Linked DNA regions of Cricetulus griseus: region 2 is linked to region 1. A link is a contact called in public Hi-C data. All regions are on one chromosome and are shown on one strand. Each heading gives the region's core, a stretch centred on a gene start, on an enhancer-like site or on the middle of the called end of the contact. The rest is flanking DNA. Distances are from core to core; before and after follow the strand shown.

The links. Hi-C and Micro-C count contacts between places; a contact is called where the count stands out from the background.
Region 2: a Hi-C map of fibroblasts shows a contact between it and region 1, with 3 times the contacts expected there. The contact joins two enhancer-like sites. A contact is called at or near these places in 5 of 8 Hi-C or Micro-C datasets (the CHK-Q cell line, the CHL-YN cell line, the CHO-K1 cell line and 1 more).

What each region holds. Positions count from the first base shown.
Region 1 is chr8:17,700,945-17,708,315 of CriGri-PICRH-1.0, forward strand. No RefSeq gene overlaps it. Among named protein-coding and RNA genes, the nearest start is that of Fkbp4, 270 kb to the right of the region's middle. Within about 2 kb of position 1,522, at least 3 of the 6 cell types and tissues checked have open chromatin away from gene starts, as enhancers often do. A contact at or near this core is called in the CHO-K1 cell line and fibroblasts, where this site is marked.
Region 2 is chr8:17,738,699-17,746,523 of CriGri-PICRH-1.0, forward strand. No RefSeq gene overlaps it. Among named protein-coding and RNA genes, the nearest start is that of Fkbp4, 230 kb to the right of the region's middle. Within about 2 kb of position 3,848, at least 3 of the 6 cell types and tissues checked have open chromatin away from gene starts, as enhancers often do. A contact at or near this core is called in the CHO-K1 cell line and fibroblasts, where this site is marked.

The sequences.
Region 1 (7,371 bases), core at 272-2,771:
TGAGAGGTCCCTTCACCCTGCTTGTGGAGGGATTGCTACCGACGCCCAGGGAAGGAGGAGCTCCCTGGGCAACCAACAGCTGAGCAGCAGAGACCACAAGAACCAGAAAGCTGTAGGGGGTTCCTAGGTCCTGGTGGCTTGAGAGAAGCCCGGAATGCCAAAAATACTTTTCAAAACGGAGGAGAATGCGTGAGGGGAGGAGAAAAGGGAAGACTAGAAATGGGGAGGGGAGGTTTGGATGGGGAAAAGAAAAGGCTGCGGGTCCGCTGAGGATGAGCGAAGTCTTCATGCTAAGTGAAGAGCAGACACAGCGCAAACCCGCGGGTCCCACGCACGGGGCGCAGCGGGGCCGTGTGCGAGCGCTGCTTGTTCGCTGCGAGCCCCACACTGCGAGCCCTGGAGCTGAGGTCAGGAGCAGCAGGCAGAAGAGAGGCGGTGTCGACAGCGGGCGGGGAGTGCGGCTCTCTGTGTCTCTGAGAGCCCTGAGCACTGGGGTGGGGCTGGTTTGGATCTGGCTTTCTAAGCAGTTAATTAGAAGAAGAGTTAATTGAGAATTTCAGGGCAGGAAAATTGGTAATAGGGGGTTAGAATTAAATGAGAACTAGCGTTCTAGCGAGGACACAAAGGGTTAACTTTTTTCCTTTTAATTTTCTGCTTTTCTTTTTTTTTTTTTTCCTTTAATTCCCTTTAAGATTGTTGTTTTTGTTTCTACTGTCGGTGTCGGAGCGCGCGCGGGTGCGGCGTAGGACAAAAAAGGTGGCTGGAGAGACAGCCGTGGGTGCTGGGAACCGAACTCTTATATTTTTGGTTGTGAGCCTAGCCTTTAACGGCTGAGCCATCTCTCCAGCCCGAGAGACGCGCGCATTCTTTCCCACAAGTAGTCACCAGCCGTTGCGCAACCGGGCCTCCGCGGGGCGCGTTCCACCTTTCAGTTCCAGATAATCGTCATTTTCACGCGGGAAGCATAAAAAACGAACGCTCGAGCTTAAAAAGAAAGCAAAAAACAAACTCCCGGACTCTTGGCTGCGAACATTTCTGCTCTGAGCGACGGCGGCGGACTCGCCGGTCGGCACGAGCGGGACGAGGGAAAAGGAACCCGAGGGTCGGAGGGCTGAGCAGCGGGTTCCGGGGAGGGAGCGCGGGGCGCGGGCGGAGAGGAGCGCGGGGCGCGGGCGGAGAGGAGCGCTCAAGGCGCGGGAGCGGCGGTGTGGAGCGGGCGCCCGAGCGTCTGCAGGAGCTGGTGCGGATGGGTGGGGTGGGGACAGGGGGGCCGAGCAGGGTCCGGGTGGCAGGAGCTGGGGGAGCGGCCTTGTGGCTGTTGGGTTGTTTGGGGTGCTGTGTAGCTGTGCGTTTGTGTGTTGTTTGTTGGAAGGCGGAAAAAAAAATGTGTAGTCCAGGCTGGCCTCGAACTCCAGATCCTCCTGCCTCTGCCTCCTTCAGCAAATCCTACCGGCCTGCGCCACCAGAGCCGGCGGGAGCTTTGGCTGCTAGCTGAGTAGTTGAAGCTTCCTCTTGGTGACGTAGGCTGCCTGACTACTTTATCTCTGCCTGTCCGAAGTGTAACAAAGAACCAGGGCTTCTACAGGGCCCCCACTCTCCCTCTCTCCAATCCCACGCTCTTCGCCTGGTTCTTGAACTTCAACTCCCCACGCATTTTCTTGACACTTGATTCCTGCGGGTCCTCCCCCAACATGCCACAGCTCCTTCAAGGAGCCCACCCGCAAAAGGCGAGCACCCTGTCTTCCCGCCTCCCTAGACCCAGCTCTAGGTTTCCTTGCAGGGGTGGTTCAGGGTGTCCACCCATCTTCTCATGCCCTAGACCAGGCTAGGGCAAGGTGTTAAAGCTTTCAGAGCTTCAGAACCGAAGAGCCTGTTTGTGACAACAATCGGTATCCATAGTGTTTCAGAGACAGCATGGGGTCGTTGTCTTCGTTGCTTTGACAAAACATCCCGACAAAGGAAACTTAAAGACAGGTTTATTTTGGTCCACATTTGAAGGCACAGTCAATCAAAGCGGGGAAGTCAAGGCAGCCGGAGCTTGACGTGGTTGGTAACATCGCATACAGTCAGGAAACAAATGTGCACTCAGCACTCTCTCCGTGTCTGTCTGTCTGTCTGTCTGTCTGTCTGTCTGTCTGTGTGTCTCTGCATCGCTCTCTCTTCCTCTGTTTCTGTGTGTGTCTATGTCTCTGTCTCTTTCTGTGTGTCTCTCTGTGTCTGTCTGTCTGTCTTTGCATGTCTCTCTCTCCCTCTGTTCCTGTGTGTGTCTCTGTCTATGTGTCTATGTGTGTCTCTCTGTGTGTCTCTGTTTCTGTGTGTGTGTGTCTGTTTCTGTCTCTCTGTGTGTCTCTGTCTCTGTGTGTATATGTCTGTCTCTGTGTGTGTCTATGTCTCTGTGTCTCTGTGTGTGTGTGTCTATGTGTGTCTGTGTGTATCTGTTTCTGTCTGTCTGTGTGTCTATGTCTGTCTGTGTGTGTGTCTATGTCTGTCTCTGTGTGTATGTCTATGTCTGTCTGTGTGTGTCTATGTCTGTCTGTGTGTGTCTATGTCTGTCTCTGTTTGTGTGTCTATGTCTGTCTGTGTGTGTGTGTCTATGTCTGTCTCTCTGTGTATGTCTATGTCTGTCTGTGTGTGTCTATGTCTGTCTGTGTGTGTGTCTGTCTCTGTCTGTGTTGTGTGTCTATGTCTGTCTCTGTGTGTATGTCTATGTCTGTCTGTGTGTGTCTATGTCTGTCTGTGTGTGTCTATGTCTGTCTCTGTGTGTATGTCTATGTCTGTCTGTGTGTGTCTATGTCTCTGTCTCTCTGTGTGTCTATGTCTGTCTGTGTGTGTGTCTGTCTCTGTCTGTGTGTGTGTCTATGTCTGTCTCTGTGTGTATGTCTATGTCTGTCTGTGTGTGTCTATGTCTGTCTCTGTGTGTGTCTATGTCTGTCTCTGTGTGTATGTCTATGTCTGTCTGTGTGTGTCTATGTCTGTCTGTGTGTGTGTCTATGTCTGTCTCTGTGTGTGTCTATGTCTCTCTGTCTATGTGTGTGTCTATGTCTGTCTGTGTGTGTCTCTGTCTCTGTCTCTCTGTCTGTGTGTGTCTATGTCTGTCTCTGTGTGTGTGTCTCTGTCTCTCTGTCTCTGTGTGTGTCTATGTCTGTCTGTTTGTGTGTCTATGTCTGTCTGTGTGTGTCTCTGTCTCTGTCTCTCTGTGTGTGTCTCTTACACTCCCCTGCCCCCATCCTCACCCAGGAATGGTCCTGCCCACTATAAAGATGGGTCTTCCCACATCCTTCTATGTTGCTGAGACGATCCCTCAAATGCATTCTCAGAGGCTACCTTTAATCTAGATAACCCCTCACAGGTGTGCCCTGAGCCTTGCACCCCTCCAGGGGGGTGGCGATTGCAGGCCAGACAGCCGAGGCAGAATGGAAGGAGCAGGCAGTTCCCTCTTAAAGACAGCCAGAGGGGCGTCAAGATCGGAAGAATAAGGAAGACAGATGAAGGATGACAAAGAGAGCAGGAAGGGGAGGCTGAAGGATAAAGGGCCATGGGGAACTACGGAGACTTCATAGACAAGGGGCTGAGACCTGGGACTGAGCTATAGCAATGGCTTCTGCCAAGGTCCAGGCACCTTGGGCCTGAGTGTGTCTGGCATGCACCTGCCTGCACTTGCGCTCATGTGCTCGGCCACACAGAAATATGAATATTTAAGAGTAAAACGTAACACGGCTCTTGCAACATAATCAATGCTTTTATGTGTCAGGCAAAAATGTGAACGTCTAAAATCAAATGTATTTATTAAAATGTATTTAATAAATCTATTTTATTAAATGTACTTTTAAAATGCCATTTTTCATTTTGCTCCCTCAGAGGTAACAGGTAGATTTGAGGTTTTAGAGACTGTATGTATGTATTTTGTGTATTCTATGCAACAATGAATGAAAGAAATTTGTTTATGTAAATTTCTATCCTCCACAGAGATCTGCCTGCCTCTGCTTCAGAGTGCTAGGACTAACGGCATGAGTCACGATGCCAAGAGGAAAGAATATCTTAACCCTGTCTATCCCCACAGACTCAGGCAAGTGTTATGGGTCCATTAATGTACTAATGGTTAGCATTGCCTACCAACCAGAATTACAAAGCCAAAGCCTCTTGGCTGCTAGCTTGGGACTTCCTGGGCTTTCTGTACATTCTCTAACTTTTATTAACACCACAACCTCCATCCCTAACACCACAACCATCTGTATAGCCCCAGGCAAGCATCTGCTCCAACTCACACTTTAAATTATGGAGATGCAGCTTTTTTGCTTTACATTTGCTGTTGCCATGCACTGGAATTCTGTACTTCCACTTTTACATACGGCTCTTCCCAACAAGTAATATGGAGAGTAGCATGGATGAATGTTCATTAACAAATGACTGATTGAACTGGTTCCCTGCTAATAAGGGAACCGCATTGCTTTATAAAAGTGGAACTCTGAGCATTTTAACTTCCAGCAGCTGTTTTTTTCCCTTTGTTTTTGATGACACAAAATAATGTGAACCATATTACTCTAAAATAATAAAATTAACACCATTATTAGTTTGGGAAAGACAGCTCTTAGTTTTGTGTGTGTATGTGTGTAGTTTGAGGTTTTTGTTTGCATGCTTATATTTGAGAAAAGGTCTCATTACAATGACCCGGCCTGAAACTCACTATGCCTCTGATTAAGAGTGCTAGGATTAAATGCCTGAGCCACTACAGCATGTGGAAAAAAGAATTTTAGCTCTTCCTGTCCCCACAGACTTCAGGCAAGTGTTATTAGACCATTAATACACTGGTTGGCACGTTTGCTATCAGTAATTACAAAAGTCGGTTTCTAAGACCTTTGTGGTTGGTATTTCCTGTGAAGAAAAACAACTGACCTACTTTTGTTGGCAGTGGAAAGTTCAGTAACTGGAATAGCAACACTTTTAGCCACTGCTTTATCACAATTTTGAAATTTTTCTGAGTGTTGGTGTAATTTTATTACAGGGTAAGTTAGAGAAGAGCACTTGCTGTTTGAATGAAATTTTAATTTGCATTAAAAGTCTTATGCTAACCTGAGGTTTCACTTGGTGTCTAGAAGTCATAATTTTTTTGGGGGGGGTTGACCTGCATATATAAATACCTATACATTTGGTTATGACCCAGTCATATACACACACAAAATCATTTGCAGGCAAATGCAACCAACTGCTTTAAGTTGAGTAGGACATGCTATGAACTGAATTATGTCCTCTGCTTCCCCCAAACCTCAAGAAAACATCATAGGTTGTTCTAACCTGATAACACCTCCCTCAGCCAAGGCCCTGGCACCTCCACTTTCCCACCTTAACCCTTTCCTGTCCTGACACCTCCTTCACTATGATATTCTATAATGACAAAAGTTTATTACATTTATGATCTGTCGTTTATTTTCCTACTAGAAGATTTCCAATTAAATCTTCAACTCAAACTTAACAGGGATAATGCTGCAAGTCCTAATCTTATAAAAGCTATATTAACTTACTATAAACTGTTAAAGATAATTAAAACATACAAATTAATTATCAGTTACCTCACAAATGGTCATATTCTTTAATATGTTCATAGCTATACTACAGTCCTGATTAGCTACAGAAATAAGCTTCATTCAGCCTTGTATACATATATGTTTACCTAGTCCAGGTACACTTAATAGATAATGGCTCTCAAACTCCTCAGAGACCTGATGAATAAGGCATTTAAAATGTTCAGCGAAAGCTTCCCACAATAAATGGAGATCCCCCCCACACACACACAAGAAAACTTTAAGGTTTTCTACACTACACCAGTGATGCCACCTGGGCTGTGGTAATGGTAACCACTGGGAAAACTGTCCCATGCCTCATCTGCCACCAGGATGCTGCACAAACTGTGGACACTTTTGGATTGAGTGCTGCACCTTGCTTTGTCAAAGTAAGGTTAATTTTCCCAAGTTCTTCCTCTCCAGAAGAGATTCAGAATTGAGTCTGAACAGCAAAAGGCCTGCTGCTCTGTGGGACAACTAAAGACTAAATACTGCTCTTTTCTGATGACTGAAGGTGACTCCTGTATCCACAATGAGCCACATAAGCTTCAAATGACTAAGTAAGTCTCTGTCATTTGTATTGATACAAAAACTATTTAAATTGTACTTCCTCACTGGGTGGTAGTGGGGCACGCCTTTAATCCCAACACTCAGGAGCCAGAGGCAGGCGGATCTCTGTGAGTTCTAGACCAGCCTGGTCTACAAGAGCTTAGTTCCATGACAGCCTCCAAAGCCACAGAGACACCCTGCCTTGAAACCCCCCTCCCCACAAAAAAATTGTACTTCCTCCTCAAATTTATTCTTCTCGGGTCTCTGATGACATTGACGACTAACTGTAGCATTAACAACAGCAAACACCCAGCTGCCTGGTCACTGTAGTTTATCTTGCTGACCGGTTATGTAGTTATGTATGTAGTTCAACTTGCTAGAGGTTATGACAAATGGACAAGTAAGTTATGTAGGTCAAGGAAAATGAATGATACAAGGTATGCAGGTCTAAGATAGGTCTAAGTTATGACAATATGTGTTAAAGTCTGAAAATATGGAAGTTTAATTAAGTCATAAAATTTTGAGTAAGTCATTTACGGGCCCAATAAAGCAATTTAAGGCATATGAAAAGTTGTTTCATATTTCTTTCTTTCTCCCTGTGTTAACTCTTTTCCCTCACCCATAGCCAGAATACACCAGACCTCCAGACCCCTCCAGACACCTCCCTTAACTTGCTCCTTTCAAGGTATTTCCTCCTCATTCCCTCATGGGATTCCCTTACTAGGACAAGATATCCTCTCCAGAACTGACATAAAGTTTGCCTCTTACTCCAACCCATAAACACCTCCCTTTAGACCTCCTTGTCCGTCTCTGCTCCTTATCTCTACCTTCATGGTCAATGTTCTCCCCTGACACATCCTCTGTTCTAAGCTGCTCCTGCCCCCACCTCCATGAGCCTCTCCCTCCCACTAATGAACAATTCTTTAAACTCACTCTCCTTTCAGCCCCATCCCTCCCCCTTACAGACCTATACAAATCTTCGCATCGTTACAATTCCAAAGACTGACCTTTGCTCCTGTAGCCCACCTCTCCAAAACTCCAGAGACCCCCACCCATGGCTGACCTCCCTGTCTATGTGCTCTTACCACAACTCCTCTGCTCATCCCTAAATCCAACAAACTTAACTCTGGGATCCCCTGTCGTGGAATGTTACTTTAACTAGGCAAAGATGTGTTACGTTTGTTTATGCTGCAGAATATTACTTTAAATGGGTGAAGGTGTGTTTATGCTGCATCTGTTTAATTATGTAAAGCTTTGTTGCATT
Region 2 (7,825 bases), core at 2,598-5,097, 40 kb after region 1:
TACTCAATGGAGTAAGACTCAGAACAAGTGTGCCTGTCCCTGCTGGCCAATAAACACACTGCTGTCCAGCATAGGACTGGAGGCCATAGGCGCACAAAAGAAGTAAAAAACAAAGACATCTATATTAGAGAAGACATCAACTCATTCTCTGTTGGCAGAGAACATACTCTTTAAACATTACATTTATTTATTTGTGTGGGTGCAATGTGTGTACCTGTGCGAAAGTCATGGCACACGTGTGGAGCTCAGGAGACAACCAGCAGAAGTCCACTACATGGGTCCCAGGGATCAAACTCTGGCTCCTCCGGCCTGGCAGCAGCCACTCTAGTCACTGAGCCATCTCACTGGCCCTGGAACATGATATGTAAAGGAAAAAAAAAAAAAAAAACCAACTCTAAAGATGTTTCTCTCTCTCCCTCTCTCTCTCTCTGTGTGCGTGTGTGTTGTGTGTGTGTGTGTGTGTGTGTGTGTGTGTGTGTGTGTCTGTCTGTCTGTCTGTCTGTAGTAGCAGGGCAGAGGTAGCAGGCAGACAGGGTACCTGGAGCAGGAATCTAAGAGGTCGCATCTTGAAGCACAAGCATGAAACAGAGAGCAAAGTGGAAGTAGTGTTGGGCCTTAGGGTCTCCAAGCCTGTCCCCAGTGATTTACCTCTTCCAGCAAGGCCACCCCTCGAAAGCCTCTCCAAACAGCACCACCACCTGGGGACCAAGTGTTCAAATGCTCAAGACTACACAGAACATTTCTTACTTAAACCACCACAGTTACCTTGTGTACATCACTTACAACGAGCAATTCGAAGAGAAAGCTAAAATAATTTCCTGGACAACACCATGAAACAGGCTAAAATACTTAGGAATAAACCAAGTTATAAATGTGAATGTTTTATATAGTGGGAGTCAGAACACAATGCTGAATGACATTAAAGCAAACCCTAATAAATGACATCTTGGGTTAACAAAGTGACGTTCAGACACAAAGCAATCCCCATAAAACCTTAGCAATGTCTGCTACAGCTGCATGCGTTTGAAACATCCAAAAACGCTTACAAAATACACAAAGCTGGAGGACTTAGGTAGGCTTATGTGAAAATATATTAGTAACCTCTAATAACTAGTATGGTACTGGCATAGAGAAAAATAAATCAAAGCAAACGGTTACGTAACAAAGAGTATTATTAAATGTTCACATATATGATCTTGACAAGGTACCAAAGCTACACCGTGTGGGGGTGAGGGGGACAGTCTCTTGGGCGAATGACGATGGGAGAACTGGATGACCAGGCACGTTTGGGGCTTACTGTTCATTACATACAAAAATCAACTCAGAAGGAATTAAGGAGATATACAGAGCCCTAACATTCTAAAATTCCTATAAGAAAACATGAAACATTCCTGACATTATATTTGACGATGACTTCCTGGATGTGACACCAAAAGCACTGTCAACAGACACTAAATAGGGAAATGAGTGAATCTTGCTAGTTTGCAAAGCTTCTGCTTAGGTGGGCTTGGGAGTGTGTGGGAGGCGGGCATAGTGCTCACCTTTGAATTGCCTAAGGGCTAAATCCCGCGGCCAAAGCTCCGCCCTTTTTCTCCGAGGGTGGGGGCCAGTGACCTCACGAGAGCTCGTCCTCAAGTAGAAAGCAAAGAGGACAACTTCCCGCCGGCTTTGGTGGCGCAGGCCGGTAGGATTTGCTGAAGGAGGCAGAGGCAGGAGGATCTGGAGTTCGAGGCCAGCCTGGACTACACATTTTTTTTTCTTCCAAGTAAATATCCACAACTACACGGTTCATGAGATTACTCGCAGGATTTAGGATTTTAAAGAATAATAGTAAACAGAAGCAAGGAAGTGATCGGGTTTGAGGAGGTCACACCTCTTTAATGCACTTAAAGAGGACAGGAATACAGTCCCAGCTGAAGTCCAAGAGAAGACAGACAAAGGGAAGGGCGCACTTAATACAGAGGAATAAATACTGAAGGGAGCTCGGGCTGAAATGGAGCTAGAACTGAAAAATTCAATATCCCATCTGTTAGGGTCACCCGAGGACAGGACACCAGACACCTTCAGGCAAACAGCTTTTATATGTGAGAGGAGTCATGGAGAGAACCAGACCAGAGCCTAGCCAGACAGAGACCTGTTCCGTACCATAGTCTAACGGCTGCTTTAAACACAGTGTGGGCTTAAATGTCTTTCATGTCAGGAAGGGAGGACGGCTTGGGAGCATTGCCAGGCCACACATAACACTTTGGTGGAGACTAAACAGGATGGTGGTCTCTTTGTCCTTCTTTCAAGGCCTCCTGGAAGATTTACTAAGGAAAGGGGATTACTGGGGAGATGTATCAAGGTTTTTATACACGCAAGGGCATTGCTCGGCCCTGTGGCTGCATCTGGTTTTCATTGCCCTGGCTCTCAAGGGAGTCTCCCTCACATAGGGTCAAGCAGGAGATAGGATGTCAGGACCGGGAGACACAGCAGAGAAACTGGAGAACAATATCTTTAAATCAAAGAAAGAAAAAATATTTAAAAGGAATATGCAAGAATTTGGGGACACCATGAGGCCCAAACTTATGAGTTACCCGAGAAGACTCTCAGGTGGAAGAAAATGAATGGGGTATCCAGAGAAGACCCATGGTTGCAATGCTTGTCTTAGTTGTGAACCACACTCCAGCAGTCCACAATCTCTTGACCAACTCTCAAATGCCATCATCTGTTGAATATTCCCAGGAATTGGTCCATGAGTTCCCTGAAATCCCTCAAGATCTGATAATGCTCACCAGACCCGTCCTCACAGACACTCACGAGATATGCTCCACTAATTTCCCAGGTATTTCCTAATCTTAGCACGTTGACAATCAAGGCTGAGCATCCCAACAGCACAAAGTTGACCAAGGAGCACGGGAAAAGTTGCACAGCATCGCTACTCATCATGAGGATTAAAGTGAAAACACCACGAGGAAAGATTCCTGGTTTGTCGCTTTGCTTGAACGAGCCTGGAAGTTTGCAGCTCATCCTCACACAGACACCCTGGTGAACCAACTAGAAACCTAGCAGTTCTCCTAGGCTGTGCAAGAAAGGTGAGCACACACAGGAGGAAATACATAAAGAGACTGGAGTTCAGCGTTGAAGTCAGTAGGTCACAGGCACCCTGGGTCCTTGTCACACTTGCCTGACCCTGACCCCGCCGGCACAAGAGGGTCTGGTTCTGCGGTTCCTTTACTCGCAGCAATTGAGTCTGGTTCCCAAGAAGACGCCCCACGCAGGACGAGGAGAGCGAGCGGGTTGGAAGGAATCCACGGCCGGAGGTGCGGGAGTGTTTCCCGGGGTGACCAGCAGGGGGCGGGGGGCGGGAGAGGCCTTCGGGGCTCCTGAAGTTGGGGTTCCCGGGAATGAGGGGAGTGTGTGAGCCGGGCGGGCTGAGAGCAGGTTAGAGCCAGGCCGAGAGCGGTTGGGGAGAAGGCGAACTGGGCGTGGTAGTTTTCACTCTACACTCCGCCCACAGTGTTGGGAGGGCGAGTACGTCATCGTAACTCAGCGCTAACTAACGGTTTGATGTGAGCTGCTTCCGCCGGCTCTGGTGGCGCAGGCCGGAAGGATTTGCTGAAGGAGGCAGAGGCAGGTGGATCTGGAGTTCGAGGCCAGCCAGGACTACACATTTTTTTTTCTTGTCCTCCAACAAAACATCCACAGCTACAGGCTACAGTAAAATTCCTACACCCACAAAGGCTCTCCACACTCTACTCTCAACCTCATTTCGCTCGCGACTGACACCCAACCGACACCATCTTTTCTAGACGCACAGGCGCCTGCTCCACCCTGCTGCTCACAAGCCTTTGCTCACACACCGACTCACACGCTCCACCTCCGCGCTGGCCAATGCTCGCATAGTCTAACGGCTACTTGAAACCCATAGTGTGGACTTAAATGTCTTTTACGTCAGGAAGGGTGGACGGCTTGGGAGCATTGCCAGGCCACACATAACACTTTGGTGGAGACTAAACAGGATGGTGGTCTCTTTGTCCTTCTTTCAAGGCCTCCTGGAAGACTTACTAAGCAAAGCGGGGATTGCTGGGGAGATGTATCAAGGTTTCTATACACGCAAGGGCATTGCTCGGCCCTGTGGCTGCATCTGGTTTTCATTGCCCTGGCTCTCAAGGGAGTCTCCCTCTCATTGAGAAGACTCAGTGGAAAGCCTTCCTAGTTGACATAGGGTCAAGTAAAGACAGAATGTCAGGACCTGCAGACACAGCAGAGCAACTGGGAAACAATACCTTAAAAACAAACAAAGAAAAATATTTAAAAGGAATATGCAAGAATTTGGGGACACTCATGAGGCCCAAATTTATGAGTTACCTGAGAAGACTGTGGGGTGGAAGAAAATGAATGCGGTATCCAGAGAAGACCCATGGTTGCAAAGCTTGACCAGCTCTCAAATGCCATCATCTGTTGAATATTCCCAGGAATTGGTCCATGCGTTCCCTGAAAACCCTCAAGATCTGATAATGCTCACCAGACCCGTCCTCACAGACACTCACGAGATATGCTCCACTAATTTCCCAGGTATTTCCTAATCTTAGCACGTTGACAATCAAGGCTGAGCATCCCAACAGCATAAAGTTGACCAAGGAGCACGGGAAAAGTTGCACAGCATCGCTACTCATCCTGAGGATTAAAGTGAAAACACCACGAGGAAAGACTCCTGGTTTCTAGTTTTGCATGAAGGAGCCTGGAAGTTTGCAGCTCATCCTCACACAGACACCCTGGTGAACCTACTAGAAACCTGACAGTTCTCATAGGCTGTGCAAGAAAGGTGAGCACACACAGGAGGAAATACATAGAGAGACTGGAGTTCAGGATGAAGTCAGCAGGTCACAGGCACCCTGGGACCTTGTCACACTTGCCTGACCCTGACCCCGCCGGCACAAGAGGGTCTGGTTCTGCGGTTCCTTTACTCGCAGCAATTGAGTCTGGTTCCCAAGAAGACGCCCCACGCAGGACGAGGAGAGCGAGCGGGTTGGAAGGAATCCACGGCCGGAGGTGCGGGAGTGTTTCCCGGGGTGACCAGCAGGGGGCGCGGGGCGGGAGAGGCCTTCGGGGCTCCTGAAGTTGGGGTTCCCGGGAATGAGGGGAGTGTGTGAGCCGGGCGGGCTGAGAGCAGGTTAGAGCCAGGCCGAGAGCGGTTGGGGAGAAGGCGAACTGGGCGTGGTAGTTTTCACTCTACACTCCGCCCACAGTGTTGGGAGGGCGAGTACGTCATCGTAACTCTGCACTAACTAATGGTTTGATGGGCTTGACTCCCGCCGGCTCTGGTGGCGCAGGCCGGAAGGATTTGCTGAAGGAGGCAGAGGCAGGTGGATCTGGAGTTCGAGGCCAGCCAGGACTACACATTTTTTTTTTTGTCCTCCAACAAAACATCCACAGCTACACACTACACTAAAATTCCTACACCCACAAAGGCTCTCCGCACTCTACTTTCAACCTCGTTTCGCTCGCGACCGACACCCAACCGACACCATCTTCTTCAGACATAATGACTGTCAGTGTACAAATTAAATGAATTATTTACTAGGAGCTGAAAGACCATTGCAACTGCTCGCCAATTCGACTATTTGAGCTGAAGCCGGAGTTGTCTGCTCCACATATTTCTTTCCATCAATAATATAGGCGGCTCTCCCATTGGAGGAGCCATCAGTAAAAACTAACATAGCATTTTTTACAGGATTGCTTTTAACAATTTTTGGAAATATAAAAGGATGCATTAGTGTAAATTGCAACAGTCCATGAGCTGGAAACTGAATATCAATTCTCCCTAAAAACTGATCAAAAGCAATCGCCCATGAATCACTGTTTTGGAACAACCCATTAACCTGATGCTTGGTGTAAGGGACATGTATTATATTTGGCTCTTTGCCAAAATACTTCCTAGCTTTTACAAGGCATTTTTGTACCATGCAGGCTACTGCTTCAAAATAAGGGTCTAATACTTTGGATGGCGAGACTGGTAGGTGTAGCCAGAGTAATGGTCCCTCCTGCCACAGAACAGAAGTCGGACTATGCCTTGTGGGGAGTATATAAGCCTCCCATGGCTTTGCATAGTCAATATAACATATTTGTTGACGCTGAATCGCCTCCTCCAATTGTAGCAGGACTCGTCTACCTTCCTCTGTTAGCTTTCTAGGTGAATTTGGATCATTATCTCCCTTTAAAATATCACAGAGCGGTTTCAAATCACCAGTAGGCTCTCTTTAAAAAGGACGTAACCATTGAATATTCCCTATTAATTTTTGAAAGTCATTTAAGGACCGTAAGCTATCTTTTTTAATCTCTAATTTCTGAGGTCTAATCTCTTTAGCATATAACATATGACCCAAATATTGAAAAGGTGGCTGTCTCTGTACCTTCTCTGGAGCACTCACTAAGCCTGCTCTCTTGAGACTTTGCTGTAGCTGTCCATAAATCTCGAGCAGAACCGCTTCATATTTATGGACAAGTAAAATATCATCTATATAATGAACAATAAAGACTTGTGGAAATCTGTCCCTAACCATTTGTATAGCTCGAGACACAAACTTTTGGCATAAAGTTGCACTATTGGCCATGCCCTGGGGTAAAACCTTCCAATGGTACCTCCTCATGGCTCTTTAAAATTAACTGAAGGAATGCTAAATGCAAACCTATGACAGTCCTGAGGAACCAGGGGAATAGTATAAAAACAATCTTTTAGGTCTACAACAATCTTATAAGTACCCTTTGGTACAGCTGCAGGAATGGGTAATCCTGGCTGTAGTGCTCCCATTGGCTGCATGGTTTTATTAACTTTCCTCAAATCTTGTATCAGCCTCCATTTCCCTGATTTCTTTCTAATCACAAAAATAGGAGAATTGCATGGGGAATTCGAAGGCTCAATATGACCACTGTCCAGCTGTTCCTGCACCAACCGCTGAGCAGCCTGTAGTTTCTCTTCTGTTAGAGGCCATTGATCTATCCATATTGACTCATCACTTTTCCATACGATGGGATCTGCATGGCGTGCAGGCTTCTCAGTGACCTCAGCTAAAAGTGTCCTAACCCTGCATTGGGATGTCTCCTGCTGGCTGAGGCGGGAACAACATTCCTCTCACTGCCCTGGTCCCCTCCTTGATGGGGCGACAACCCTTGCTGAGATACCCGATTAGCAACAATTGCACTTGGGCTATACAAGTATATTCCCATCCGGGCCATAACATCTCAGCCCCACAAATTCACAGGCAAATGAGGAAGAATGAATGGCTGAAAAGTCCCTTTATGACCTTTAGCATCTCTCCAATAAAGCTCATCGCTACTCTGTTCAGGATTCTTCGTCTGACCAATTCCTTGTAACTGAGTAATAGTCTCCATTTTCGGCCACGTGGAAGGCCATTGACTGGCTGTAATAACTGACCTATCCGGGCCTGTGTCTAAAAGGCCGGAAAAAGCCCTTCCATTTACATATAATCTCTGGGCGTTGAGGACCGATAGCCTGCAACCAATAGGCATCAGAAGAACCAAACCCAGAATCTCCTCTCTTAATTCTCTTAACCTGATTGTTTGTCCTCACCTGGGGAAGCAAAATCAACTGAGCAAGCCTCTGTCCTGAACTCATCACCGAAACTCCATCAGGAGAATGAATCACAACCCTTGTCTCTCCTTCAAAATCAGCATCAATCACTCCTGGAAACAAAAATTCCCTGCATCGTTGTGCTACTCCTCCCTAGCAACAATCCAACAGTTCCACTCGGCAAAGGTCCATAAACACCAGTGGGTAACGCTGATATCTCCATCTCTGGCGTTAAAACTGCGTCTGTGGCTG